5 separate regions of the Mus musculus genome follow, and all the other regions are linked to region 3. Evidence: chromatin contacts called from public Micro-C and promoter capture Hi-C data. All regions are on one chromosome and are shown on one strand. The core of a region is the stretch at or near the end of the contact, and the rest is flanking DNA. Distances in the headings are between cores, read along the strand shown. Region 1 holds the start of Yaf2 (YY1 associated factor 2). Region 2 holds the start of Gxylt1 (glucoside xylosyltransferase 1). Region 3 holds the start of Pdzrn4 (PDZ domain containing RING finger 4). Region 4 has its middle 83 kb from the start of Gm30085. Region 5 overlaps Gm30085 (a long non-coding RNA gene).

What was found. Promoter capture Hi-C pulls out the DNA fragments that hold promoters and counts their contacts. Hi-C and Micro-C count contacts between places; a contact is called where the count stands out from the background.
Region 1: a promoter capture Hi-C map of embryonic stem cells shows a contact between it and region 3, with 5 times the contacts expected there. The contact joins the promoter of Yaf2 here to the promoter of Pdzrn4 in region 3. A contact is called at or near these places in 3 of 39 promoter capture datasets (cranial neural crest, embryonic stem cells and hippocampal neurons), 1 of 484 Hi-C or Micro-C datasets (forebrain), 3 of 115 datasets of contacts at active chromatin or transcription factors (embryonic stem cells, forebrain and stem cell-derived neural progenitor cells) and 1 of 9 other capture datasets (adipose tissue).
Region 2: a promoter capture Hi-C map of embryonic stem cells shows a contact between it and region 3, with 4 times the contacts expected there. The contact joins the promoter of Gxylt1 here to the promoter of Pdzrn4 in region 3. A contact is called at or near these places in 5 of 39 promoter capture datasets (the C10 cell line, cranial neural crest, embryonic stem cells and 2 more), 2 of 115 datasets of contacts at active chromatin or transcription factors (astrocytes and embryonic stem cells) and 1 of 9 other capture datasets (embryonic stem cells).
Region 4: a promoter capture Hi-C map of hippocampal neurons shows a contact between it and region 3, with 4 times the contacts expected there. The contact joins the enhancer-like site here to the promoter of Pdzrn4 in region 3. A contact is called at or near these places in 7 of 39 promoter capture datasets (the 3T3-L1 cell line, the C10 cell line, cranial neural crest and 4 more).
Region 5: a contact with region 3 is called in a Micro-C map of embryonic stem cells, with 2.6 times the contacts expected there. The contact joins the enhancer-like site here to the promoter of Pdzrn4 in region 3. A contact is called at or near these places in 3 of 39 promoter capture datasets (embryonic stem cells, hippocampal neurons and pre-B cells), 1 of 484 Hi-C or Micro-C datasets (embryonic stem cells), 2 of 115 datasets of contacts at active chromatin or transcription factors (both in embryonic stem cells) and 1 of 9 other capture datasets (embryonic stem cells).

The regions. Positions count from the first base shown.
Region 1 is chr15:93,333,849-93,338,572 of GRCm38.p6, forward strand. It overlaps Yaf2 (YY1 associated factor 2), which reads right to left and starts at 3,087. Exons shown (of 4, transcript NM_024189.6): 1 at 2,909-3,087; 2 at 2,492-2,617. The coding sequence starts at 2,934.
Region 2 is chr15:93,272,846-93,278,069 of GRCm38.p6, forward strand. Gxylt1 (glucoside xylosyltransferase 1) reads right to left here and starts at 2,334. Exons shown (of 7, transcript NM_001357006.1): 1 at 2,031-2,334. The coding sequence starts at 2,236.
Region 3 is chr15:92,393,284-92,398,638 of GRCm38.p6, forward strand. It overlaps Pdzrn4 (PDZ domain containing RING finger 4), which reads left to right and starts at 3,527. Exons shown (of 10, transcript NM_001164593.1): 1 at 3,527-4,222. The coding sequence starts at 3,632.
Region 4 is chr15:93,082,196-93,087,321 of GRCm38.p6, forward strand. No RefSeq gene overlaps it. Among named protein-coding and RNA genes, the nearest start is that of Gm30085, 83 kb to the left of the region's middle. Within about 2 kb of position 2,941, at least 14 of the 459 cell types and tissues checked have an H3K27ac peak or open chromatin away from gene starts, as enhancers often do. A contact at or near this core is called in hippocampal neurons, where this site is marked.
Region 5 is chr15:93,004,607-93,009,895 of GRCm38.p6, forward strand. Gm30085 (a long non-coding RNA gene) reads left to right here. Exons shown (of 6, transcript XR_384349.4): 3 at 2,347-2,494. Among named protein-coding and RNA genes, the nearest start is that of Gm30085, 5.7 kb to the left of the region's middle. Within about 2 kb of position 1,560, at least 62 of the 459 cell types and tissues checked have an H3K27ac peak or open chromatin away from gene starts, as enhancers often do. A contact at or near this core is called in embryonic stem cells, where this site is marked.

The DNA.
Region 1 (4,724 bases), core at 1,837-4,336, 940 kb after region 3:
TAAGTATACAGTACATGTGTGCACATACACGTATGTAAGTACACAGTACATGTGTGCACATACACGTATGTAAGTACACAGTACATGTGTGCACATACACATAAAGAAGAAAAGGCTTCAGACATCTAGAATAGCTTAGGCTTGCCTTCGTGATTGGCAGCTAGAACAGATTCAGTTCAGAGGTTGTTCTGACCCAAGGGATCCAAATGCTGGCTGTGGTCACACAAACAAGTCATTAGCAAGCTGTGTCCCTGTGTGCTGCAGCTGCCCCCTCCCTGCTCTCCTTCCATCCTATCTGCCAACAGGCACATCAACTGGGGGAACAATGTCCCCCGACCACTCAACTCTTGCCTTCCATCTGTGTCCCAGTCCTTCACCTGGTTTCCTGTCACTCCTAAGAGGAAACACTGTGCATGTAACCAGCATCTACTTATTAACAAGGCCATGTTCTACTGATCCATCCAAACACTGTGCATGTAACCAGCATCTACTTATTAACAAGACCATGTTCTACTGATCCATCCAAACACAGATCTCGGGGCGGGGGGGGGGGGGGGGAGGGGGGGAGCAAAGGGAAATGTAACAGACAACAGAGAAGTTACAACTCCTGCCATTCACTTAGGGGTAAAGTCAAAGGAGACAATTCAGAGAGAGAGAGAGGAAGAAGCTCAGAGGGACACCGTTCTGAGCACCTACTTTTAGGAACACGGTGTCCCTTAGACTTCTGGTGAGGGGCCCAGAGCCTCTTCAGTTTCAATCCAAATGACAATGCTTCTCTGAGTCCTCCTCAAGTAATGTTTCCACCACTAAAAATTGGATCTACTGGTTAAAAACAAAAACAAAAACAAAAACAAAAAGCCAGGGGCCTGCAGGTGGGTCTCAGGCCTCTCTAAAGCAGGCCCACTTCTGTTGTGGGCCAGCTCCCCTGTGTGCTACAATCCTCCTTCTTCCAGGAGTCAGGGACTCAGCCTGGTGCTTCTCTTCTGAGTGTCACCACCTACTCTACTTCTCGGGGCTCCTCTAACCCCAAGACTGGCTGTGGAGTAGGACACACCAGCTTGCCCCCATCCTTGCTGTCCCTGCAAATAAACAAATAGGCTCTTCTAATCCAGTGTTCGTCTAAAAGTATGAGAGGATACAAGTAAAAACAAAAGCAAAAAAAAAAAAAAAAAAAAAAAAAACCCAAGTCAAATGATCTCCATATTGCTCATTTACAAATACACATATATTATACACTAAGCCGTTTCCATCCTTATATAGACATATACACCGTGCTTTCCAAAACACTTAAAACGTGAGTCCAGAAATAGCAAGTAGTTTCTCTTTTTAGAATCTTTCCTTGAACTTAAAAGGGATTTAAAACCTTGCTTTTTAATAGACACCAAGAAATACTAAAAATATTGTATTCAATGTAAATGAGAATTCGTAGTAAAAACCTATTGAGATTTATGACAGGTATGTCAAAAACAACCAGTATTGTAGAAACAATAAAATCCTGACATGTCTCTACACTTACAATGTTAGTAAAATTCTATAAACTGAGTTTTTAAAAAAAAAACAGGATACATCATTTTTAGAAATAACTTTGACTATTTAGAATGTCAAAATTATACAGGCCCTCTGTTTCAAACAGAAAATTCCCCGTATTCTGTAATCATTTGTATTTGAATAGGCTTCATAGCAGCAAAATAAATGCCTTACTTAAATATTGCTACAAATCACTGTAGAAGTGGATTTAAAGGCGGCCTTCCCAAGGGAACTATGACCAAGTGGAGACAGATCAAGAATGCTACTGAGTTCGAATTTCCTAAATTTAACTCTTTTAAATGGTTTTTTTTTTTTTTTTTGGAAAGACAATTATAATACTATATGCCTACCATACAACAAATCCAGGGCCGGCAACAGACAAAGATCATGTCATCTCGTTTGTGTAAAAATATCCAGGCACTGGAGTAAAACTGCGTTGCTGGGTTCACCTCCCAACCAACTACTTAACTGTAAAAAATTATTACAGAAATAGAACAACAACAAAAAAAAACCCAGACGCGAAACCTTGGCCTGACCCTTTCCGGACATCCGTTACTAAGAAAGTTTAATCCATTACGATCCTACAAGCGATACTTTTTCCCCAGGGGGACCGAGTGACATCGCGGCCTTTCCTCCGTCCCCTCCCCCGCCCCGGCTCCCCGTCCCCGCCCCCTCCCCGCACACTAACACCACAATGCGACCAGCGATCACGGTCTCTGCGCCCGGCTGGGGAGGGGGCACCGCACCGGCCACGCATGGAACGGCACGGCACGGCAGCGGCCGGCGACCCCCATGGATAATTCATCCTCCGCAGCAGGCGCCACCGCCGCCGCCACCGAGCCCTCGCCGCCAGCCGCGGCTCAGCCGGGTCGCGCCCCACCGCGGCCGCCGCCTGGCTGGCCGCCCCGCCGTCCCGCGTCGCGCGGGGGGCCCCGCGGGGGATCCACGGGCGCGCCGGACTCACCGGGTGGAGGTGCCCTTCCGCACATCGCACATCATGCACTTGAAGGCCTCGGCGCTGTTCCGGAAGGTGCAGACACTGCAGTCCCAGTAGCCCTCATCCGAGGCGGGCTTCGGCTGCCGCTTCGGCCTGCAGGACACAACCGGACACGACGCAGCGCGGGGTCAGCCGCAGGCCGCGCCCGGCCCCGCGCCCCGCCCCGCCCGGCCCGCGACCCCCGCCCCGCCCGGCGCCGCGCGGGGGAGGGGAGCGCGGCCGCTGACCCCGGCCGCCATCGCGGCCCATTGTGGGCAGCCGCGCGCCCCGCCGCGCCGCGCCGCACCCCCTCTCCCCACACACACGCGCGCGCCCCGCGCCGCGCCGCTCCACGCCACGCCACGGGACCCCGGGCCGCGGGCGCTCCGCCGGCGGGCGCCCTACCTGGTGGGGCTCTTCTTGTCGCCCATGCTCGCTGCCGACGCGCGCCGGTCTGTCAGCGCCGGGGTGAGGGGCCGGCGGAAGCGCGGAGGCGAGGGGGCGGGGAAGGCCGCGCCGCGAGCTGCAGCCGCCGCCGCCGCCGTCGCCGCCGCCGCTGCCGCCGCCGCCGCCGGATCCCACGCAGCCTCCAGCTGTCGGGGAAACTCCTGCCTGCGCGCACGTGACCCGCGCCGGCCAACCAGCGGCCGCGCCGGAGACTTCAAACGCGGGGAGCGCGGCCCAGCACCGGCGGCGAGTTCGCGGCGCCGCCTCCCTCCAGCTCGCCCGCCCGCTGGCTGCCCCGGAGCGCTCCGGCCGTGGCTCGCACGCCCCGAAGGGCGCGATGGCAGGCGCCCGCAGACACGCGTGCGCCCGGCGCGGCGGGGACTGTCATCCTTCCTTCTGGGGAAGCGACCCAGAGGCTCGGGAGAGGTTCGGTGCCCTGCTCTAGCTTACATAATTCAAACGTGACGAAACCAGGGTCTGATCCGGTTTTAATTGCAGCGGCGTCCTCCTGGCCTCACGGGGCTCTGCAGTGGCTTGTTATAAAACGGACGCTCGTGAGCCTACGTAAGGCAGACGAGGTTGCTTGTGCCCTGGACACCACCTCCCCGAGTCTCCTTACTCCAGCCTGTCGGGGATACACACCTCGCCTGCTAGACCCAAACAGCCATCTCGCTGGTCCTTGAAGCTCTGCTTCCCACCTCGCCGATCTGGCGGGTACCCCACAACCAGAGTTAGCTTGACATCCCTCTGATCGAGGGGCGACTTTAGCATGCCAAGTCGGTGAACCGTCATCAGGAAAGCTGCCCCTGAAGAAAGGAGAGATGAAATCCATCCCTTCTCGGAGCCCTGCCTTCTTCTGCCTTATTTGGGTGTGCTGATGGAGGCGTTGTAGCCTCCGCATCAGGCTTAACTAACTGAAGGGGACCCAGTTCAGGCACTGCGTACTTAACAGTTGATCTGACTGTGTGGCTCCTGGGATACTATAAGGTTGTTTAGAAAATGTATCCAGCTGGGCCAGAGCAGGATGGAGCAAATTTTCATCATGATACTCAGAGTGAGATGGCAACTAAAAACTTGAGGAGTTAACTGTTTAGGAAGTCCTTAATATTTTGAACTATATCGTCTGTGGGTAATTGAAACAGGAAAGCAAAACTCCAGCAAAAGGGAGACTACTGTATTGATGTGTTACTTACCAAACAAGAGTTAATAACCAAACTGGAGGATGCTCTCCTTTTTATCATTGGGAATATGATATTAATTGGGGTAATTAAGAGGGAAATAGGCTTCAAGCTTCTGAGAAAAGAAAGTCAAAATGAATTATAGCAGAACGGGTGGGAGTATACAGCTCAGAGATGGAGCACTTGCACAAGGCACTGAGTTACTAGAAATTTGGAAAAGCATTTAAAAGATTGTTTTATGTGGGGTTTGCTTGGGTGCTTAGTATTACTTTATTTTTGCAGAATAGAGAGTCTGACTTAGTTGAGTGTAAAAGTTATATATTAGAGGTTGCGTTAATTTTCCAAGATAAAAGAGGCTGAGTGGTTTATGCAATGGAAATGTTTTTTCCCATAATACTGGAGGCTCCGAGTAGAAGATAAAGATGTCAGGGCTGCTTTCATCCAAGGCTCCACTTTGCTTGCAGATAGCCATCTACCTAGGTCCCACCTTCAAAGGGACATCTTTGTATGTGAGTGCCTGTATCCTAATCTCTTTTTATCACTTCTGCCTATGCCATGCTCTCTTATAAGGACGTCACTCATTGGATTAGCACCTA
Region 2 (5,224 bases), core at 1,084-3,583, 880 kb after region 3:
GTTTGTCTGCATTGTAACAATAGCTCATGGTCAAAACACAGAATACTGGCATCCTAGTTTACCAGGTTTCTGACTAGGTCCCAAAGAATAAATTTGCTTCCCAAAGGGGGGGGGGGGAGAGATATATGCTTACACCTGAAAATTAAAACAATCACCATATCAGCTAGTTTTATGGTGCCAGGTACGGCACTAAGCAATCTATGCAACTATGTCACTTCAGTCCTCACAAATGTTCCACATCTAATCAGGAAGTCACACACCCAGTACGTGGCAAAGTAAAGTTGGTGACTCAAAAGCCCTCTCCGTCTCTCGTCTTTACATTCTCAGTAGTATATCCTACCAATGTCGACACGATTCAGCAAACATGAACTGGAGGTCTAGCCAGTCTGAAAAGAAGTGACGATCATTTCAGAATGTGCGTCAAAAATATCAAGCTGTTGGTACTAAACATAGGTAACTCTTGTCGATTATACTTCAGTGTAGCAGAGAAGGAACCCTGTGATCAAGGGCGCCTGCAAAAGTGACTGGATGGAGGCACGGGTTTCTCCAACTGACTCTACTACTCTCTCTAACTCCTGGAGGGGTTGAACTCGGCACCTGACAAGGCAAGTCCCTTATGGCTGGGATACAAACTCAGTCCTTGGTCTGTTGAACCTGGGTCTCATTATGCAGCCCAGGCTGGCCTGGAACTCCCAATGAAAACCAGACAGGTACTGAATTTTCCATCCTCCTACCTTACCTCCTGAATGCTGAGAATACAGGTGTAAGCCACCAAGCCTAGTTTGAAATAATCGTTTCAAATAGGATATACTAGTTGAAAGGAGATTTCTCTCAAACACTGTCCTTACCATTTAAAAATGTTTTCCTTCCAAGTTGGATTTTTTTTCCCCAAATACTTCTTATGTAATTCTGGGCAATTAATACTTTTGTTTTGTTTTGTTTTGTTTTGTTTTTTGAGACAGGGCTCCTCTGTAGAGCCCCGGATATCCTGGACATTGCTCTGCGGACCAGGCTGGCCTCGAACTCAGAGATCTGCCTATTTCTGCTTCCCGAGTGCTGAAATTAAAGACATGCACCACCACCGCCAGGCTTTTAAATGTGTAGCCCAGGCTGGCCTCGAACTCATGGTCCTCCTGCCTCCGCTCTCCTCGGCAAATCCTACTGGGGGTCTGGGGGTGTAGGTTGTAGGCAGTGGAACCTGAGAGCACACCTATACCCCACATTTCTCTGACTACAATCAAACCATAAACCAAGAGCTCACTATCTCCATGCTAGCTTCTCTTTTACCCGCTTCCCGCTGGAAAAGACCATCAACTCTCAGATGCTACATAGACAACAGCTCAAAGTGGATGTACTCTTTTTACAATTCCTGTCTTCCACTCTCCAATTAGTTGGTCTCAGAACTGCCCAAACACAGGAATCCACCAAGGAGGCAGTGCGAATTAAGTAAACTGCCCAAACAGTTTTCCATTTAAATTTCATGATTCTAACCGTGGCAGTGACTTATGCAAATCCACCAACTCATTATGCTGTGTTATAAATATTCATTTCTTTTTTTTTAAAGTGATTTCTTCATACCTTACTCCTCCCATAGATATAAGCATATTAAGTATCACTCATGTTTCTGAACTTCCTTTACGTTTCCAAAAAAACGAATATTTTCAAAATAAAAATTCACAGCTCGCTTTATGCCACATCCAGATTTCTTTAGCTACGGCTACTGATAAAAAGCTAAGATTTAGGCGGAAAATTTAGACACCTGGGAGGTGGAGGGCTCAACTAGGGCGCCAGCCTGATTCTCAAATTACTCAGCTTCGACTCCATGGAAACAGGAGGGAATCCCACTAGCCGCAGTGTAATTAGGATTTTGTGGGACACCACTTACTTCCAACGAACCTTTCAGAAAGTTGCAAAGCGATTCAATTTCTAACTGGTCTAACACTGAATCTGAAGCCAGCCAGCCAGTGCTCGGTGATGGAGCGGCGCGTCCGGCCCTCCCAGACCTCCACTCCCGGCAATGCGGCTCATACCTGCCCGTCCGGCCCGGGCCCGCGCTGCCCGCGCCTCTCCCCGTGCCGCGTCCACCGTCCGCCAGCCAGGAAACTACCGCGGCCTGCGGCCTGCGGCCCCCGGCAGCTCCTTCCTCCAAGGACACCGCGAGCTGGCTGAAGGCGTACAGCAGCGAGCAGAAGCCGCAGGCCAGGCACAGCCCTACGACCCGCAGGTAGCGCCGCATCCCGGCCCGCGCTGCCGCCACCGCCGCTGCCGCCGTCACCGCCGTCACCGCCGCCGCCGCCGCGCCCGCCCGGGCGAACTACGAAGAATCGCAACGCGCAGCCGCAGCGTGACCAGCCTGGTTCCCGCCCCTCCCCGCTCCGCCCCTCCGCCCGAATCCCCGCCAGGTCCCACTCGGTCCCATGCCGCCCAAGCCCAGCACCCCACACGACACGCCCCTAGCCCTGCCATGCCCCGCCCCGCTCACAGCCCCTCCCACATCCGGCGCAGGCCCCGCCTCTGTTTCAAACCACAGCCCCTGCCTGGTATTGTCCCGCCTCCGGGCCACGCCCCAACGCCCGGCCAAGGCTCCGCCTCCGCAGCGCACCCGGAAGCGGAGCTGAGCGCTGGCGCTCTCCCGGCCTTCACGCCGAGCCTTGAGATGGATGCTGGTTCCTCTTTACAGATTGCCCGGCTCTGAGCTGTGGACAAGTGTAGCGAAAGAAGCAGGGCTGTAGGCCCTTGCCCTAAATCTGCGATTTTTCTTTGCGCAGTTTGTGGCGCTGGGCAACTTGAATTCTCAGGCATCGCTGCGTTGACTAAAAAGAAACCGTGGTTACCGCACTTGCTAACTCTTCCTCGACCCATCCTGCTCCTCACGGACCTCAGCGTCGGGTCTAAAACATCTGTGCTTCGTGGGATGTCGTAAGGCGGCGGTAGTGCAATGGTGCTTTGCTTGCCCATCCACACAAGGCTGGGAAGGCAGCCTTATTAGACGTTGCTGACAAATCATTTGCATACCCAAAGCAAAACTGGTCCTCTCCAAACCCGGCCTCCCTTCCTTCCCGCCACACTCCACGCCTTGAGCTGGGTCACGCTGAAGCCTCGTAGGGACCTAGGGACGGGGAGGAAGGCAGATATTGAGAATGTGCAGCTCGGGGACTTTGGTACGGGAGACCTGTGGACGATTTAACAAAGCTTAAACTCTATGATTATTCTTAGTCCCTTAATAGGCTTTCGTTGACCAATCGTGTCATACCCAACATACTTTTGGCTCAAAACCTTTAAAGCAACCTCATCGAATCAATGGTTTCCACCATTCTGAAAGCTTAAAATGTCATTAGATGAGATCTGACACCTGTCAGTTTTTCCTGTTTGCTATAATCAATCTGATGGTCCAACCGGTATCTGGAAACTGCCTTAACTTCTGACTTTATTCTGTATTGGAACGTGTTATTCCACCCAACCCGAATCCATGTTCCCAGGCAATACACACGCCATTCACATCTGGTGCAAAAGCTCTTATTCCCTTTTGAAGAAGGCTGTTGTACAAAGACAGGATAGCCACCGGGTGTGGACACGCCCCAAAGTGAGTCGCTTGTACCTTCCAGTTAGTATAGCAGAGTATTCCTGAGCGAGGGTGGCCCTCTTAAGAGAAGGAATTCTAGACTGAGCGAGCAATGAAAGCGGCTCTCGTATTCAGGAGACTGAGAAGCGCGATGCCAGGATGAGTCCGCAAGAAAGGACTCGGGGAGTGGTTAAGACTGCAGAGAGGGATAGCAGTTACTCTTGGAAACTCTTGGAAGTTTGAACTTGATCTGCTTGAAGGTTTTTAAGGAAGGAAGGAAGATGATCACATTTGCATGTTAGAGAGCGAGTCTGGTTGGAGTGAAGGCTGGGACAGAGATGAGAGATTGGAGTAAGCGAATCCAGAGCCAAAACTGAGACTTAAACACTTAAAAATCCACTTAAAATGCACACAAGATATACTTGAACACACTTAACCTGCACATGCACCTAAATACATGTAAACAATTAAATGCTTTAGATGCACGCTTAAAACACATATTTTTAAAATGCACTTGAAACAAAAACATTTAAAATACAAGTAAAATGCACATATTTTAAAAATATACAGGCAAAACCACACTGAAAAGCACACACTTAAAACTAGATGCATGCACACTTAAAAGTGCACACACACGTCATGAGAAAAACCTCGCTATTGAATTGTTCAAGTTGCATCTGGGTCACTGAGAAGTGTGCCCACAAAGGACAATGTGAGGGACAATAACAGGCATAAAAGCTCTCATTCCCTGGCTCTATGACCATGGCAAGATCACCTGATGAACTATGGGCTGTTTCCATCTCAGAAGGATTAAATGTCATGCCTTAACTCCCCCCCCACCCCCCAAAAAAATCCAATGAACAACGAAGATGTATAAGGAGAAAAAAAAAAACATACATTTGTTCATTCAATAAATATTTATTGAATATTTTCTACATGCCAGACAAGAGGCTCGGATGCACAGTATTCAGGAATAAAGGAGTGTCCTACCCTCAAAAAGGAGACAGGCCAGTAAAAACAAAGAGAATAGTACATCTTTCTAACACACCTTACAATTCTCAGAGAAATAAAGATAAAAGAGTGCAGAGAATTACAAGAGCACTAACAAGAAGGGAGAGTTGGAGGACATGGTACCAGCTAGAGTAAAGAGTGAGGACCCAGGCAGAACGGCCCATTTCAAAGATACTGAGGAAAGCTGCCTCAATGACTGACACCTGTAATTCCTGCACTTCGGAGGCCAAGGCAGGGTTACCACCACAGGTTCAAAGCCAGCCTGGTCAGCATAGTGAGTCCCACATCAAACTGCGTAACACACTGTGGCCCCATTTTTTAAAAAAGGGTGTGTGGGGGGGTAATTGCTAATACTTTTTTTTCCCCAAGAAACTACATGTAGAAAGAATAAAGAGTAATCTCTCAACTCACAGATCATAAAGCATAAAGGGAAGCCAGCCAACAATGTATGCGAAGAACACACAGAATAATCATGTTCTTCACAGGGGGGTTCACGATCTTTTAATCCTATACTTTGCAAAAGATGTTGTTGCAAAAAATTAAAATTAAAATTAAAAAAGGCCATCTACAAATGAGACCGTTTATACTACCTACACACCAAGCAGCCCTGGCTACCTGGAAGCTGAGGGAGGAGTCACTGCATGTTGCTCT
Region 3 (5,355 bases), core at 2,277-4,776:
CTGCCACCCACTGCAAATCAAACAAACTATTACCAAGGCTGAGATCAACCCAAGTGTATGAGTGCAAGCATAAATATGTAGAAGACAATTTGATAACATGAAGTTGGCAAAATACAACTAACAAGTTCTATCCTTCAGCCTATGACTGCCTCAGCTATTAGCCCTTGACCAAGATGACAGTATCAGGCTTGAACTTCCCTCTTGTGGAATCTACCCAGAAAGTGAGCTCCTTGTAAATGTCATACCAATATTGCAGAAGTTGACACATCTTGCCTGGAAAGTTGCTGTTCAGCATGCAGCATCCAGTGCTGGCTAAGACCACTGATATCTTTTCTCTTCCAACATTGTACACAACTGTCTGGCACTATGGAAGCTAGCCAGCAGGTATGCGATGACTATTCTTAATTGCCAACTTGATTATATCTGGAATGAGCTACAATCCAGAAATGGAGAACACACCTGTGATCTGGATCTTGAGACAGAAAGAGAACATGCCTTTGACCCAGATCTTGAGGTGGGAGGACACACGCTTTTGATTCAGATAGACGCACACCTTTAATCTAGATCTTGTAGTACATCTTTAATCTGAGCTATACCTTCTGCTGGAGGTCTATATAAGGGCAATGGAAGAAGGAAGGGCTCATTCATTCTTTGCCTGCTTACACTCACTTGGCCAGCACATCCATCTGACCGGAGCTTATATCTTTTGGATTCCATCTCGTACAGAAGACCAGCTTAGACACCCAGCCTCTTAAGACTGAACAACTACTAGATTCCTGAACTTCAGAGTCACAGCTGGCTATTGTTGGATGAACTGACTTATAGCCTGCAAGTCATTTCAACAAATTTCATATATATATATATATATATATATATATATCTCATACATATATATTATTTTCATTATTGTACGGTATTATCATATCTTTATCCATGGATATGATTTATAGTATGTGAAAACACTGTCCATGTGAATGGCAGGCATATATATATGTGTGTGTGTGTATATATTACATACAATATAATATGTAATACATACAATATAATATACAACATATGGTTCCAAGAGCTAGTTATAAAACTGTACACCACATGCCATGTTTCCCTAACTCTTTTGGAAATGCTCAAATTTACATTTTCTCTTGTAAAATGTTTCCCTGTTTTTTTTTTGTTTGTTTGTTTGTTTTGTTTTGTTTTTTGTTTGGTTTGGTTTGGTTTGGTTTTGTTATTGGCCTGTGCCATTTTTCAGCCCTGTGTGTCATTGTGTTTTAACTTGTTATTCTCTACGGTCATGGCTTTGGACATCTGTCCTCCCATCAATAATCAAAATGTTATAAGTTCCTAACGCTGTGCCACAGTCTGCTCATGCCTTACTTTTATAATAGGACTATCATGCCTGTTTGTAGAAAGATAAGACTGAATGGAGGGAAACTCTGAACTATATCAGCAAATAAAATTTATGTGGTAGCTTTGAAGTGGAAAATTTTGATTTCTTTAAAAACTCAATTGTGTCATGTGGTGTTTTTCTGGAAACTGTCTTATGATCTTTTGCTGAAAACAGACATTTCAGAGGGTGTATGGTGTTTACAAAGACTACTGCTATGATGTGCCACGCAATGCCTTACTTACTGGTCTTCACTGGTCTTCACTGGTCTTCACTTACTAGAGAGAAACGTTCAAAAGAACTTCTTGTGGTATTCTGGTTGATGCCGTGGCTTCTGCTGACTCATGCTGATTCCGCAGAGCTTTGCTGTTTCTGCTGGATCACATGGCGGTTTCTGACTCATGTTAGGTGTTTGCTATTGAACTGAACTGCTGTTAACCTGACAACCAAGAGTGGAGTCACCTGAGGGAGCTACTTCTCAACAGGTCCTCAACCCTCTTTTCCTAGTAACCTTTTTTTCCCTCTCCTACCTCCAGTCAGTAGGCTAGAAGGGAAGTTGATGTGTTTAAGAACTCTAAATAAAATCGGCCTTAAAAAAATTAAGACTACATAGATGTGTAGAACATATACAATATAGCTTTTTTATTTTGACAAAAACAAAAAGAATATTTCAGATATCTGGAACATCACTTCAAGGTTTCCTTGGCTCTCAACAGCTCTCAGAAGGTTCTGATTGGAAGCTATTTGCCATTATTATCACCAAGTCTGGATTTGTTTGTACTGATGCTCTTCACAGCCTTCCACGAACAGCACCCAGCTGGCAAGGAGGGTGATTAATTTAAGAATCCTCATCCCAAGCATCTCGCATGGTTTCTGGTTAACGGCGGTAAACCACGTGCTTATATCCCGGTGTTACCTGGTGTTATGGGCTCTTTGTGTTCTTAAGTTTCGGGAGAAGGCGATGGCCCTGGAAGGTCCCCTATGTTTTCAGGAAGGCAGGCCACACACCGAAGGACAAACTAGAAGGGATTTGGAATTTGGAATGATTCTCTTCTGTTTGAGTAAAGAGAGGCTTCTAACCGGGCCGGGGTGGCGCATGCCTTTAATCCCAGCACTCGAGAGGTAGAGGCAGGTGGATTTCTGCGTTAGAGGCCAGCCTGGTCTACCGGGTGAGTTCCAGGACAGCCAGGGCTATGCAGAGAAACCGTGCCTCTTTTGTTCATGATTATCACTTTGTTGTTGTTGTTGTTGTTGTTGTTTTCTTCCAGGTGCTCAAAAGGCCATACCCCGTGCCCAATAGTAAAATGTTTCTCATAGCCCATTCCCAGTAGTGAAATACTTCTCAAAGTGGAAAATACAGAGCGTGACAATTCTCTGAACTGGGAGGCAAGCTGCAGTTAATGAAACCTTAGTCTTTTCACCTGGCGGAAGGGAGGGAGGCTGCTCATTGCCTTCCCCCACAGCAAGAAAAAAGTGCCCCAGGCAGACAACTGGCCTGTCCCCAACCCTCACTGCTGGTTCAGAGATCACCCTTTGCTACAATCACCTGATTTCCATATCTTGATTTGAGAAGCCTGGCTCTGGGGATGATTTCCTACGTGTTTTTTTTTTTTGTTTTGTTTTTTGTTTTTTGTTTTTTGTTTTTTGTTTTTTTGTTTTTTTTCCAGCGCGGAAGCTTTAGAGTCAGAGTTCTTAGTTGACGTTTTGTTTGTTTTTTGTTTTAGTTACCTCCCTTGAAAGAACAAAAGTGTATTCATCACTTCAAACTTTTTTTCTTTCTAACTAAGGATTTGCCTGACACAAGATCCTGATCCCTGGAATGTTCCACCCTGGTAGACTTTAACATTCTCAGTATCAATGCTTTGCCCATGGCCAGCTGTACCCAGACAAAGCACCCTGGGGGACTCAAGTTCTAGACTCAGAGAAAGAATAAAGCTGGCCCAAACACTACTGTAAACAAGCCTCCCTCTCAAGGATAAACTTGAAAGACCGTGCATTACAAAGCCATAAAGAAGTGGGTAATGGGGAAGGGTTCACTCAGGTGGCTTCAATGAGCTTCAATACAGAGAAGTCAGGACCTAGCCACAGCTTTGAAACTCCAAGCCAAACTTATTCTGAGCTCACACACAAACCTCCCCCCTCAAAGAGCTCAGCAGCGGTAAGACCGCTGGCCCTGGCGCAGCTTGGGGGTGATTGAAAGAAGAAGCGGGGACACCCCTTTTGGCTCTCCTCCCTCCCACCACTAGCATGGGCTTCGCTTTGGAGCGTCTCGCGGAAGCCGTGGACCCCGCTTTCCAGTGCCAGCTACTGTGTGGCCAGGTACTGGAGGAGCCCGCGTGCACGCCTTGCGGGCACGTCTTCTGCGCCAGCTGCCTGCTGCCCTGGGCGGCGGGGAGACGCTGGTGCCCGCTGCAGTGCCAGCCGCTGGCGCCGGGCGAGCTGTACCGGGTGCTGCCGCTGCGCAGCCTGGTCCAGCAACTGCGCGTGCAGTGCAACTACAGCGGACAGGGCTGTGGCCACAGGGGCGACTGCGGGTGCTGGCAGTGCACATCCAGCGCTGCGCCTTCGGCCCTGCCAGCGGCTGTGACAGCCACTGCCCAGGCGGCTGCGGAGGCGGCGGGGAGGAAAAGCACCCGGCGACCAAGACCTGCTGGAGTGGGGACGCGCGTGAGGGGCCACCCGGACCTGGAGGTCGGCCTCTGGTTGTCGCCTGCTGTCGGGGTGGGGAAGACGCGGCGGGCGCAGGTCAGCTTGTTGCAGCGCAGGTATCAGGAGAAGTTGGCTCTGTACATGGCGCACACGCGCAACTTCGTCGGGAACCCGGGAGGCCGCGGCCAGGTAAGCCCAGGGGAATGAACCCCAGAGCACGGTTGGGATGGGAAGGGGAGCGTCTTCCCGACTGTTGAGGACTCCTTATGGAGGTGCCATCCCTTTTTCAGAGCTGCATCTGATTATGCTCTGCCACCTTCATCTGCATCGCTGCCCCAGAAACACCGTTTAGGATTAAGGGAGTCAAACTCAACTTCTCCAGGAGGAGAAATTGAGTGAACTCTTTTCCCATCCACACTCTGTTCTCATCTTCCACTCCCCTGCTCACCTAAGCTGCCCATCTTTCGCGTCCTTGGCCTGTGCCTGGAGCAAATTCTATAAGTAAACCGGTTAATTGGCTGTGAGAGACTTATTTTCTCTGCCAAAATATGCCTATCAGTTAACTACCCACCCTTTCCTCAGCTCAGGGGCCTCGAGGGATGGTGGTGACAGAGATACCGACCTTCCCTGTTGATTCCTCTCTCCTGACCTCACGAGACCTTATTGGTGGCCAGTGTGCCTGTTATTACCTGGGGACCTGTCCCAGGACAAGAACAAAGGCCTGAAGTCACAGTGCCTCCTTGAGTACCTGGCAGAGGCAGCTGTCTTCCCTACTTCATGGAAGGGGCTAGTCCTGAGCTGCGAGCTGCAGCCTGGGTAGAGAGACGTGTTTATCAGCTGTCTTCAGTTGGTGTTTGACTTGAACGGTCTCTGGCAGAGCAAGCAAGATTTGACAGAACTTGTACCCCCTACTCAAGTGCTGTTTTCACTTCTTCTACACGCCCCCCCCCACACACACCCCCCCGGGGAGGAGCAAGAGAGGGCTTCCGTTTGGGACTGGTTGCTTAGATCTGCCTCCCACCCTGGCCCTCTGTTTTAACCTTCCTACCCCTAGTCTGAAAAACAATGTGAGAGAAGCTGCTCTGATTATACGATGCACATGGAGCATACTTGGGTAAAAATGCCGTTGCATAACACAGCACCTTGTGCAGTTAGTTAATGGAGAGAATAAAAATTAAAAAGACTGGAGGCTACATGAGTTCCCTAGTCTGCTTGTGTATAGGATAATCTTCATTCCAATGGATGAGCTAGAGAAAAGCACACACGTTTGCTATGCACTGCCAGTCCATGATTCAATGCTGGCTGAAAGGAGCAACCGTTAG
Region 4 (5,126 bases), core at 1,691-4,190, 690 kb after region 3:
TATTTGCTAAAATAAGCCACTTACCCAGAATCACATGCTTGGGAACATGGTACCGTCTCCAGCTCTGGCATCCCAGTCCCCAACACAAGACAACAAAACCATTGGAGATCATCTTTGCTATGTCAAGGGCGCTACAGAGAGCTGGGTTCTTTACACCTCTGGTTTAAAAAGGAACTCCTCAACTTTACACATACAAGCTGCCTGCACCCTCTCCAAGAGAAACTGAAAACCAGGAGGTCTGGAATGAAGGCTGAAAGCCTGTATTTCCAAAAGGCTCACAGGTGATACTGGGCTGTCATTTGAAGACCACACCAAGATACAAGGCCCCTCACTTGTCTATACCTCAGGCAGAGAAGATAGTAACAGGATAGAGTCCAGTAGAAGTATTTCTATTGTCGGGAAAAACTAAGCCAAGGACAAGAAGAAAAGTAACTGGGCCCAAACTAGAAGGAGAGCAAAGATAGTTTTGTTTCGTTTTTGTTGTTGTTGTTTGTTTGTTTTTTTAAAGCCAATTTTAAATGACAAAGATATAATAAAGACAAAAAAAAAGAAAGAAAGAAAACAGTCAAAATATTGCAGCAGGGTTGACCTAGGAACCCAGAATTTGGCTAGCAATATTCTACCCGAGACATTCACAGCTCACAAGACTTAATGGGGATTTTCAAATCCCTGGGCCAGCAGGATGATAGGGAAAAAATATTGACTCTGGCAGGCAAGATCTTCCTCACTGATCCTGGACATCTGGTCACTAAATCTTTCAGAAGGGCAGATTTAGAGATGATGACTTGAACACCCCCTCCAGCAGAGGTACCAATGGTGTTTTTTAAATGAGTGTGGAAGCTGGCCAATCTCTAGCCATTAGATCTGCAAAGTCACTTTACACATAGTTGTAAATGGAAGCAGGAAAAAAAAATTACCAGGCCATATTTGTTAAGACCCTATAGGGTTTCAAAGGCAGTAGGGGGTGTAAATTAAGATATTTTTCCACCCAACCCAAAAAAAAAAAAAAAAAAAAGTATCCTGACTCAAATCAAGTCACCACTAGGAAGATAGTTTCCATCAGGATTTTGGGTTTCTGTACCGTGAACTCAACCCGGAAAGCAAATACTTTGTATCTGAAGATGTAGCAATCTCAAGTGGACAGTTAGCAAGCAACAGGCTTCACACACCCTTGAAGAAATAACAAAGTACATGTTCTTTTAAAAACAGTTGAAAATTTTGCTTGTGCTTCTTAATATACTTCCATCAAGAACTGAGATAACAAGACAACTTGCCTTTTGAAACAATGTTCTAACAGTTCCGAATCTGTGGATTGCCACCTCTCCAGGTGTCAAACAGCCCTTTCACAGGGGTCACCCGACACCATCAGAAAACACAGATATTTACATGATGATCCACAATATCATCAAAGTTACAATTAGAAGGTAGCAACGGAAATAATTTTATGGTTGGGGATCACCACGACATGAGGAATTGTATTAAGGGGTTGTAGCATTAGGAAAGTTGAGAACCACTGCTCACCAAGCAAACAAGAGACAAGACAAGCTCAACGATAAATCAGCAATAAGAAATCTGCCAGTGTTACTACACCATCCCACCCCATCCCCTCCCCACCCCTCCCCCAAAGATGTCAGGAATAGCCGAGGCAGGCAATGGCCTCTAACTAGCAGTAAGCTGTCAGTTGTCAGCGAAACTATTCCGGAAAGGAACAGCTCCACTCATACTGCTGGCGTGAATGTGCGCGCTTTTACTTTCTGATGTAGTCTCCAGTCCACATCAAAAATCCTAAGGAGTATACATATCCTACACTCAGTGTTTGTCTTCTGTTTCTACCTTCATGACACTCCGCGGTGTTGACTTGGTCTTCCTCTGCAGTCCGAAGAACCTGTTTCCCTCCATCTGACTCCCAGCCTGGAGGCTGAAGAGAGATCTTTAATGCCGGAGATACAGACAGGAAGGCAGCTGAGCCACAGCCCATATAGTCTCTTCCAACTTTGAACACAGAGGCACCATTCTGAGACCCCAACCTCATGACTTCTCCAAAACCCAGTTCTAGATTCAGAAGTAGAACTGCCTAGGAGGCAGTGGATGCAAATCCAAAATCATTGTGTGTGAAGCTCAGAAAGCTGAGCACTGAGACCGGAAGCAGTGGGGCCCCAGCAAGCCCTGTATTGGTTCACACCCCAGTCTTGCTACCGGGCAGCTTTAACAGCAAAATCCCCGGGGCACTAGGCAACTAGTTTCTCCTTCGGCAAAACAGGTGCCAGATACACTGTATCCCAAGTGTTTGAAGTGAAAGTATTTTACAACAGCTAACACATAGCTCTACAAAGCATTTAAGAAGGGGCCTCAATAAAAAACAAGAAGGGGGGAAGGGGCAGGGGGTGCGCCTACCCCTGGAATCAGCAACTGTTCCTGTGCACTAGCAGGCCAGAAGCAAAAACAAAGCCTGGTGGTCTTAGGAGTCTCTCCATAACAAAAGTACCTATCCCTTTCCTGAGATATCATAGATAGGTAATAGGTAGGTAGGTAGATAGATAGATAGATAGATAGATAGATAGATAGATAGATAGATAGATAGATAGATAGATAGATAGATAGACAGATAATAGATAGATGAAATATACATATAGAGGATATATAGCTTAGGCCATTGTTTTCCTTAGCTCGTCTACCTTTGTGTGTGGCAACGTTTTCAGCCACAGATCTCCAGGAATGTATTTTGCAGATGAAGCTAAGGCTTATGGCCTGAGCCGAGATGTCCTCTCATCTAGCACCTGTTAGTTAAACTCTTTCTGTGTAACAGGGAGGCTTTTGTTCGCTTTTCCTGAAGTAGGACATTCCTTCCTCAACACCCCCTCGCAGCTGCTGCAGCACAGCTCTGGTGCTGCCCCCTGCCCCAACCCCCTGCTGGCTCAGCGGCATCAGAACAGATTGCACGGGCTGCTTTGGGGGAGAAACGGGTAAGGCACAGCCTCCTCGTGGCTTAAGGAAGGATTCTGAGGCTTCTACGGGAGGCTGCGCTTGCCAGGGGTGGCTCTGGATGGAAGCCACACAGCAGGCCTTGGGCTCAGGTCCCCAGGCCACCTGCTTACCACGTGCCTCTGCCGGGTTCCCATCTGGTGGTCTCCAACATAGCTTTGCCCGCTGCACGAGGAGAGTCTTGTGTTTTCCTGCTGAGGGCCAGGGGACCTCACTCTCAGCCATTTCTTAACGTTGTGGAGTTAATCATATGTGTTTTCAACAGTACAACCATCTGGGCGCCTAATGCCAGTCACCAAGTAATTAGTGGGAAAGCCAAAGCACAGCCAAGGGTGTTTAATAAACATTTCTCATATTAATAAAATGGTCTCAGAAGTTCCACATTTGCCTCCCTCCAGGAAACTGATGCAGAACAACTTGGTTCAGTCCTCTGGCCTCCTCAGGTTTCCTTTAAGGGCCCACTTCTCTGTCCACATCCAGATCTATGGTGATTGGTGTCTGTCCTTGGACTGCCATCTTCCTTAGGCAACCCACTTCTCTGCAGCAAGCTCACACATGCCCTATGCCCAAGAAACACCTATATCTAGTAACAGCAAAGACTTCCAGCCCCCCAGAACTTCCCCAGCAGACTTAGAAATCAAATGCCCCAAAGGCCGTTTCCATCAGAACTTCCTGTCACCTGAAACTACGTGCAAGCAGTATTGATTTTTTTCTTTTATTCAGATGCATCCTTCACCCTTACAGCCCACTTCACTGGTGACCTGGTTACACAGTAACTGTCCTGCATCTCTTGCTCTTCGTCTGTGTAGGTTCCAAGCTTTGCAGAGCCATGTGGAACCTTCTCTTTACTTCCGACTTCCCTAGTTCTACCTTAAAACCCTTCAACGGCCTCCTTGCATCCCTGCTTCAGGCCCAGAGAGAAGCTATTGACCCAGATCAATTTACCAGCCTGACCCTGCCATTCTCTCCTTTGAAAACCTTAAGAGTTTCTCTCCAGTTAACCATAGAGCATATCATACAGTGAACACGTGCGGTATGTCTCAGGTTCCATGGGGTGAATTTCCTTGTTATACGAGATCGAGCCCAGTTGCACATCACACTGTAATGCAGAGTCTCTACTGTGCTTCACGGTGACACTTGGGAACTATAAGTTCACTGCCATGGAGCCTATAGGCCCATGGGAACTACTTCCACCCACCCATGTCCACTCCCCTTTCCCAGAGTTTCCTTTGTTCTTGTTGTTTCCAAAGAAAACATCTCTCTCTTCCATAAAGTTAAAGTTTGCTATTTTTCTTGTGAGTTTTTTGTTTTGTTTTGTTTTGTTTTATGTTCTTCTATGGTCTTAGAATCCGATCAGCCCATAGCAGTTACACAATAAACAACTGCTGAATTAGTTGAAATCAAAAGCAATCTCCTAGCAGGTGGTCCCCTGGTCTTTCTCTTGGGCTCTGGCTCTCACTTACTCCCCTCTACAGCTGCAAACTACACAGAAAAACCTCCTGGATATCACCTACAATCACACTATGGTACATGCCAAAGAGAAGGTTCCCCCAAAAGAAGCTGGGCTTTCTACAGATGCACAGAGATGCCCCCTAGGCCACAAACACCCTTGGCTTGGGCTTCCAGTCTAGAGCTGCTTCTCGCTGTGTCAGGAATTCAATGACCTGGTTGCTGCGGACTGCATACCCAAGCTCCTCTCTACAAAGTGAGTTTTAACATGAAGACATGGTGTGTAGCAAGAAATACCCAGGAAGCAATAAGTCCTGGTGTGAGTACAAAACTAGAAAGAAACCCCTCAATCTAGGCAAGCCACCCCACAACATGCAGTTTGTCGAGAGAACTCCAGATTTCTCAGACCTCTTTCAGGAATCATCTCAGCAGGACCGCCCTTTGGCATTCCACCACTCCATCCTTAACTACAAACATACGCACACACATATACACACACACATACACACAAACATGGACACATACATGGACACATACATACAAACACACACATATACACACACACATACACACAAACACGCACACATAAATACACACATGTACACTAAGAACAAAATGCTTTTCAAGGAACATTCTATATTATCTACAGACAAACTCTATTGGCTACACAGAATTCCTGATGAATTGTGTATGGT
Region 5 (5,289 bases), core at 310-2,809, 610 kb after region 3:
ATTTTCTTCCTGAAAAACAGTATTACCACCCCACTTGGGAGAAATGAGCTTTCTTTGTAGTTAATCATCTGTACAAGTGCAAGGTGGGAGCTGGGAGATAGGAGGCGCGTGCTTTGGGGATGTGGAACCGACTAGAGAAGGCGTGGGTACTGTAGGTGATTTGCATTGAGTACACAGAGTAAACAGCCTGGCCCAGCCTGATTAAACCATCTCCCTGCGATGGATGCAGAATCGGCCTACCCAGCATTAAAATTAGCTTAACCTATCCTTAGAAGGACCACACTGCGATCATTTTCTGCAATGTTAGGAACATAATCTTGTCCATTGTATAATCATATTTGCTATTTCTTTAAGAGAGCCAAAATAGAATATTTAAATGTAGTCTCAAATGCACCCATTTTTAAAATGTAGTGTGTGTGTGTGAGTGTCTGTCTGTCTATCTGTCTGTGAACAGGAATTAATTCTCTCCTTCCACTTTTTGGTGGGTTTCGTGGATGTTAACTCAGGTCATCAGGCCTCATGGCAAGGACTATCTCTGCAGTCATACATTCTGCGTCAGTTAAGGACACTGAGCCACAGTGGGCAGGGAATGGTGTTATGAGGTATTTAAAAAGAGTCAGAAGGGAGCTGGTGAGATGGCTCAGCAGATAAGAGCACTGACTGCTCTTCCAAAAGTCCTGAGTTCAAATCCTAGCAACCACATGGTGGCTCACAACCATCCATATTGAGATCTGACGCCCCCTTCTGGTACGTCTGAAGACAGCTACAGTGTGTTTACATACAATATATAAATCTTTAGGGTAGATCGAGCAGGGACTGAGCGAGCAAGCGGACCAAAGAGAGCAGAGGTCCTAAAATTCAATTCCCATCAACCACATGAAGGTTCACAACCATCTGTACAGCTACAGTGTACTCATATACATACAATAATAATAAATAAATCTTTTTTTAAAATGTCAAAAGGGCAAGCTACCCAAGTCCAGGGCCCTCCAGTGTGGGTCTTTGCATATTTCATTTTTACCGGAAGGGAAATGGTTGTAGATTAAGAGAACATACACACTTTAGACAGAATACCAATTCAGCCCCTAAGAGTACAGGAAATCCATGCCTGAGAAATCTGGGCTTCATTCTGTCAGGGTTTTCCCCTCCAACTTGAACCCTATCAACAAAATACACTATCACTGCACTGGCTCCCTTATCATGTCCTTGAGAGGCCCTGGCCTGGCTCACATGTCTGCCGGCAGGCTGAGAGGAGAGAGCCCAGTCCAGCCAGGGGCTGAAGCAAGATGGTGAATGTCGCAGCCGGATCTCCTGCCTTCTGGAGAACCACCACCCTAAAACAGCCAGCCCGGAGTCTGTCAAAGCAGGAACCCCCTGCTTTTGTTTAATTGTATCAATCTTTTGTTTATAAAGGGCTGAGAGAGGAGGTGGGGTTTTTTGCTGAGGTGAGATGATGTAGGGGGAGGGGAATGGTGATGAAGGGTGTGGGGTGACTGACAAAGCCAACAAAGTTATTCTGTCAGCAGTAGCTAGGCAAAGGCAGGCTCAAGCAGGTCGTGCTGAGTCACTCCAGTACGGAAGTGACTGAGCCAGGCTCGGGTTTGTCCTCAAGGCCCAAACCAGGGCCACATAGGGCCCAACACATGTCCTTGATGCTCACAGTTTCATCGGAAAGAGCACCTGCTTGTTTCCTCTGTGCCTTCCTCTGAAAGGAGGCGGGTGTGCTGGGGGCAAGTCTAGGGGATGTAATATGCATGTGCAAAGCCACTGGTAACAACAGCTCTCCTGAAGAGAGTGGGCTCCTTACACAGAAAAATAAAAAAAGGCAGAAGGCTGTTATTAAACAAACAACCAAAAAAGCCTGTTGGCCTATGCTACCTGTTGGCCTATGCTAATGAAAAGTTCAGACTAGAACAATCTGAATGGCCCTTTGCAGTACTGATCCCAAGACTCTTAAACCTCATATGCTGAAGCTCCTACTATCTCCCGAATGTGACTTAGAAACAGGACCTAAGAGAACAAAGGTTGAGTGGGGTCCTATGAGTGGGTCCATGTCTGATCTGACTGATTCTGGTAGTCAGGAAGTGTAGATGGACCTACACTACACATACACACACATACAAACGCACGCATACACTACAGAAAAGGGACCATGTGAGACACAAAGAGGAGGTGGCCATCTGTAAGACAACAGAGGGGAGCCTCAGAAACGACCACATCTAACAGAACCATAATGAGCTTCAACCCTCCAAACCCATTGAAATAAATTTCCGCTGCCCTGACAATATTACATACCTTCTGAGTAAGACGCGACCTTTTCCTGACAAACCCTTTATATATTTTCAGAGAAACACATGTGCAATCCCACCCTTCCTCAACCAACCTACACACTGAATGTACATGCCAACTAGATGCCACGTGAGTGATATACTCAGACAAGAGAGGATGCTGTCCCTATTTCCAGATGCTTCGAGTAGGAGCTAAGGTGAAGGTGGTAAGTACCCAGGACCTTCTGGGTTCAGGCTCCCTGAATGCCACTGTGGGTTATCAAGCAATCCTCTGCTGAGACTTACACTTCGGGGAATGTCCAGAGGAAGAGCTCCACAGTCCTCCTTTGGCTCCCAGAATTGGTACCAAGGTGTTCTCCATCTCCATCTCAAACACACCAAAATCAGAGGACATGCAGCTGTTTTATATCAGGTGGTCTAGAATTTGCATATACCCTGCAAATATCCCTTTTAATTAAAATAATCTCCAGATTTCTTATAATTAAATGCTTGGTGTGATGTAAATGCGGTGCAAACCGATGTTATAGTGTACTCTTTCAGAATAATGAAAAGAAAGAAGTCTACAGATGCACATTTTTTAAAAAAAATTGTTTTTCCACCCACGTTTGGTTGAACTCACAGATGTGGAAGGCTGGCTGCATTTGCCTTCCCAGTCCTTGTTACAGCTGGGTGCAGTAGAGGACTTGGCACAGCTAACTAGACACACCTGACCACATTAAGGATAGCACTAGGGAGGCGAACAAGTCAGACCTAGAGGGGTCTCTGGATGGCAGCTGCAGTCAGTAACAGGTACTAACTGGTGGCAGTATGATAAGGCTGGGGCTAAGGAAGGCCAGATGTCTGCAGGTGCCCATGAAGCATGGTGTAATATTCAGCCTGCCATGTGATGCTGTGGCCCCAGCCCAGCCCTCAGTATCCTACTCCAGCCTTCCTGGGATGGGCCACACTGCTCCAAGCCCTTTTGACAACTTTATTCTCTTCTCAAAATCAAGAATCCCTCTGTACTTAAGACCAAAATCCAACAGGCATAGTGGGACACACCTTTGGTCCCAGCACTCCGGAGGCAGAGCCAGACAGATCTCTGTGAGTTTGAGAAACCCTGTCTTTTAAAAAAGAAAAGCAAAAATCTCTGACTGTCTTAGTTAGAGTTTTACTGCTGTGAACAGACACCATGACTAAAGGCAAGTCTTATAAGGACAACACTTAATTGGGGCTTGCTTGCAGGTTCAGAGGTTCAGTCCATTATCATCAAGGTGGGAACATGGCAGCATCCATGCAGGCATGGTACAGGTGGAGTTGAGAGTTCTACATCTTCTTCTGAAGGCTGCTAGCAGAATACTGGCTTCCAGGCAGCTAGGATGAGGATATTAAAGCCCATACCCACAATGACACACCTACACCGAAAAGGCCACTCCTACTCCAAGGCCACACCTACTCCAAGGCCACCCCTACTCCAACAAGGCTGTACTTCCAAATAGTGCCACTTCCTAGGCTAAGCATATACAGAGCATCACACTGACTGACGATATGTCTACTTAAGTGAGCAACTTGCTAATTTCCAACTGTCCAGAGCACTCCTTATCCATTGTACCTCACTTGCACGAGACCACAAGACCACCTGGGCTCAGGAGGACTCTCTACATCAATATGTATTTCCAATGTATTGGTTTGAAGAAAAGCATGTTCCGACTGCAGAACTCGGTTGCACATCTGTGAACTGTGAAGGTGCAGATATTTGAAGCAACACTGTTTTGAAGAACGAGTTGACCTAAATGGGTTCTAGAGAGAAGAAGACTCAGTCAGAGCTTTCCCATCCATGACCATGACAACCTCGTGAGCTCAGTCTGTGAATACCTCCAAGGAACCGACACTTCCCTCAAAGAGATTTGTGCAGCTTACTGTACACACACCCAAGGATGGTGAGTTTGGGCAATGCACCCAGGCTCCAGGTGTTGCTCAGGTTGACAAGTAAATGGAGGCCCAAGTTGCAAAAGCAGATAATAAAACCACTAAACAGCTGAATAACTGATCAAAATTGGAGAGGTGGGGTCCCAGGAGCCATTGCAGAAGAGCAGGAACCACAGCCTCCTGGGACAGAGTCCACAGACAGCAAGGAAAGCTATGGATGGAGAGCAGGCAGACATGGTTAGCATATGGCAAGGACTCTCTGGAAAAGCCAAACTGTAGCACTTCCTTTCTGGGTTAATGGGCTCCTCCATCCATGGGTGCCTTGTCTGTTACAACTTTCTTTTTTTCTATAACGCTTTAAACTTTCTGGTCTTTTATTATACTTTCTAGGTGGAGGTCTCTAGTCGGATGCTCAATTCAGACCCCTTTTAAATGTACTCTATCGAGGGTGATTACCCTACATAATCAACATTTTAACAAGAACCTCTGGAGTCACTGTTAATCACCTCAGTACTCCTTCATGTCCATGGCTCACTCTGCAACACAGAGAACCAGGCTTCAACCAGGAATGCATTCACCAGATCTGCTTCCGAAGACACTGGGACATTCCTCCAAGGCTTGAGTGCAGAAGTCTGTCTTCAGTCCACTCACTGGTCAGCCACAGCCATCCACGGGTCCATTCACAGATGTAGTCGGGCGGGGTGGGGGGCAGCGGCAATGGTCTTGAATTTGCAGAGATTCTCTTCACACTTGACGTTTGGTGGAGGGACAAGGCTGGGCAATTAAAATATGGTTGGACCCACCTCCTCAGAGTAGAGGGAGATTCTCTGCTGTCTTGTCAGCAAAAGATGCACCAATGTGCAGGGAAGGAAGAACACAGAGATACAGAATTCTATCAATCAGTGTTTTGATGGGCCGGGAAGGAGATGAATTTAATCTTCTCTTTAATTGTTTGTCATTGCATACAAGCTGAAAGCTAAGGTGGCGCTCACAAATCTGCCTTTCTCCCCAGCAACTGAATTTTAATATCAAGGCAGTGAAGGTCATTGCAGAATTTGCCTTATGTTTGTATGAACTAAATCTGGAGACAATC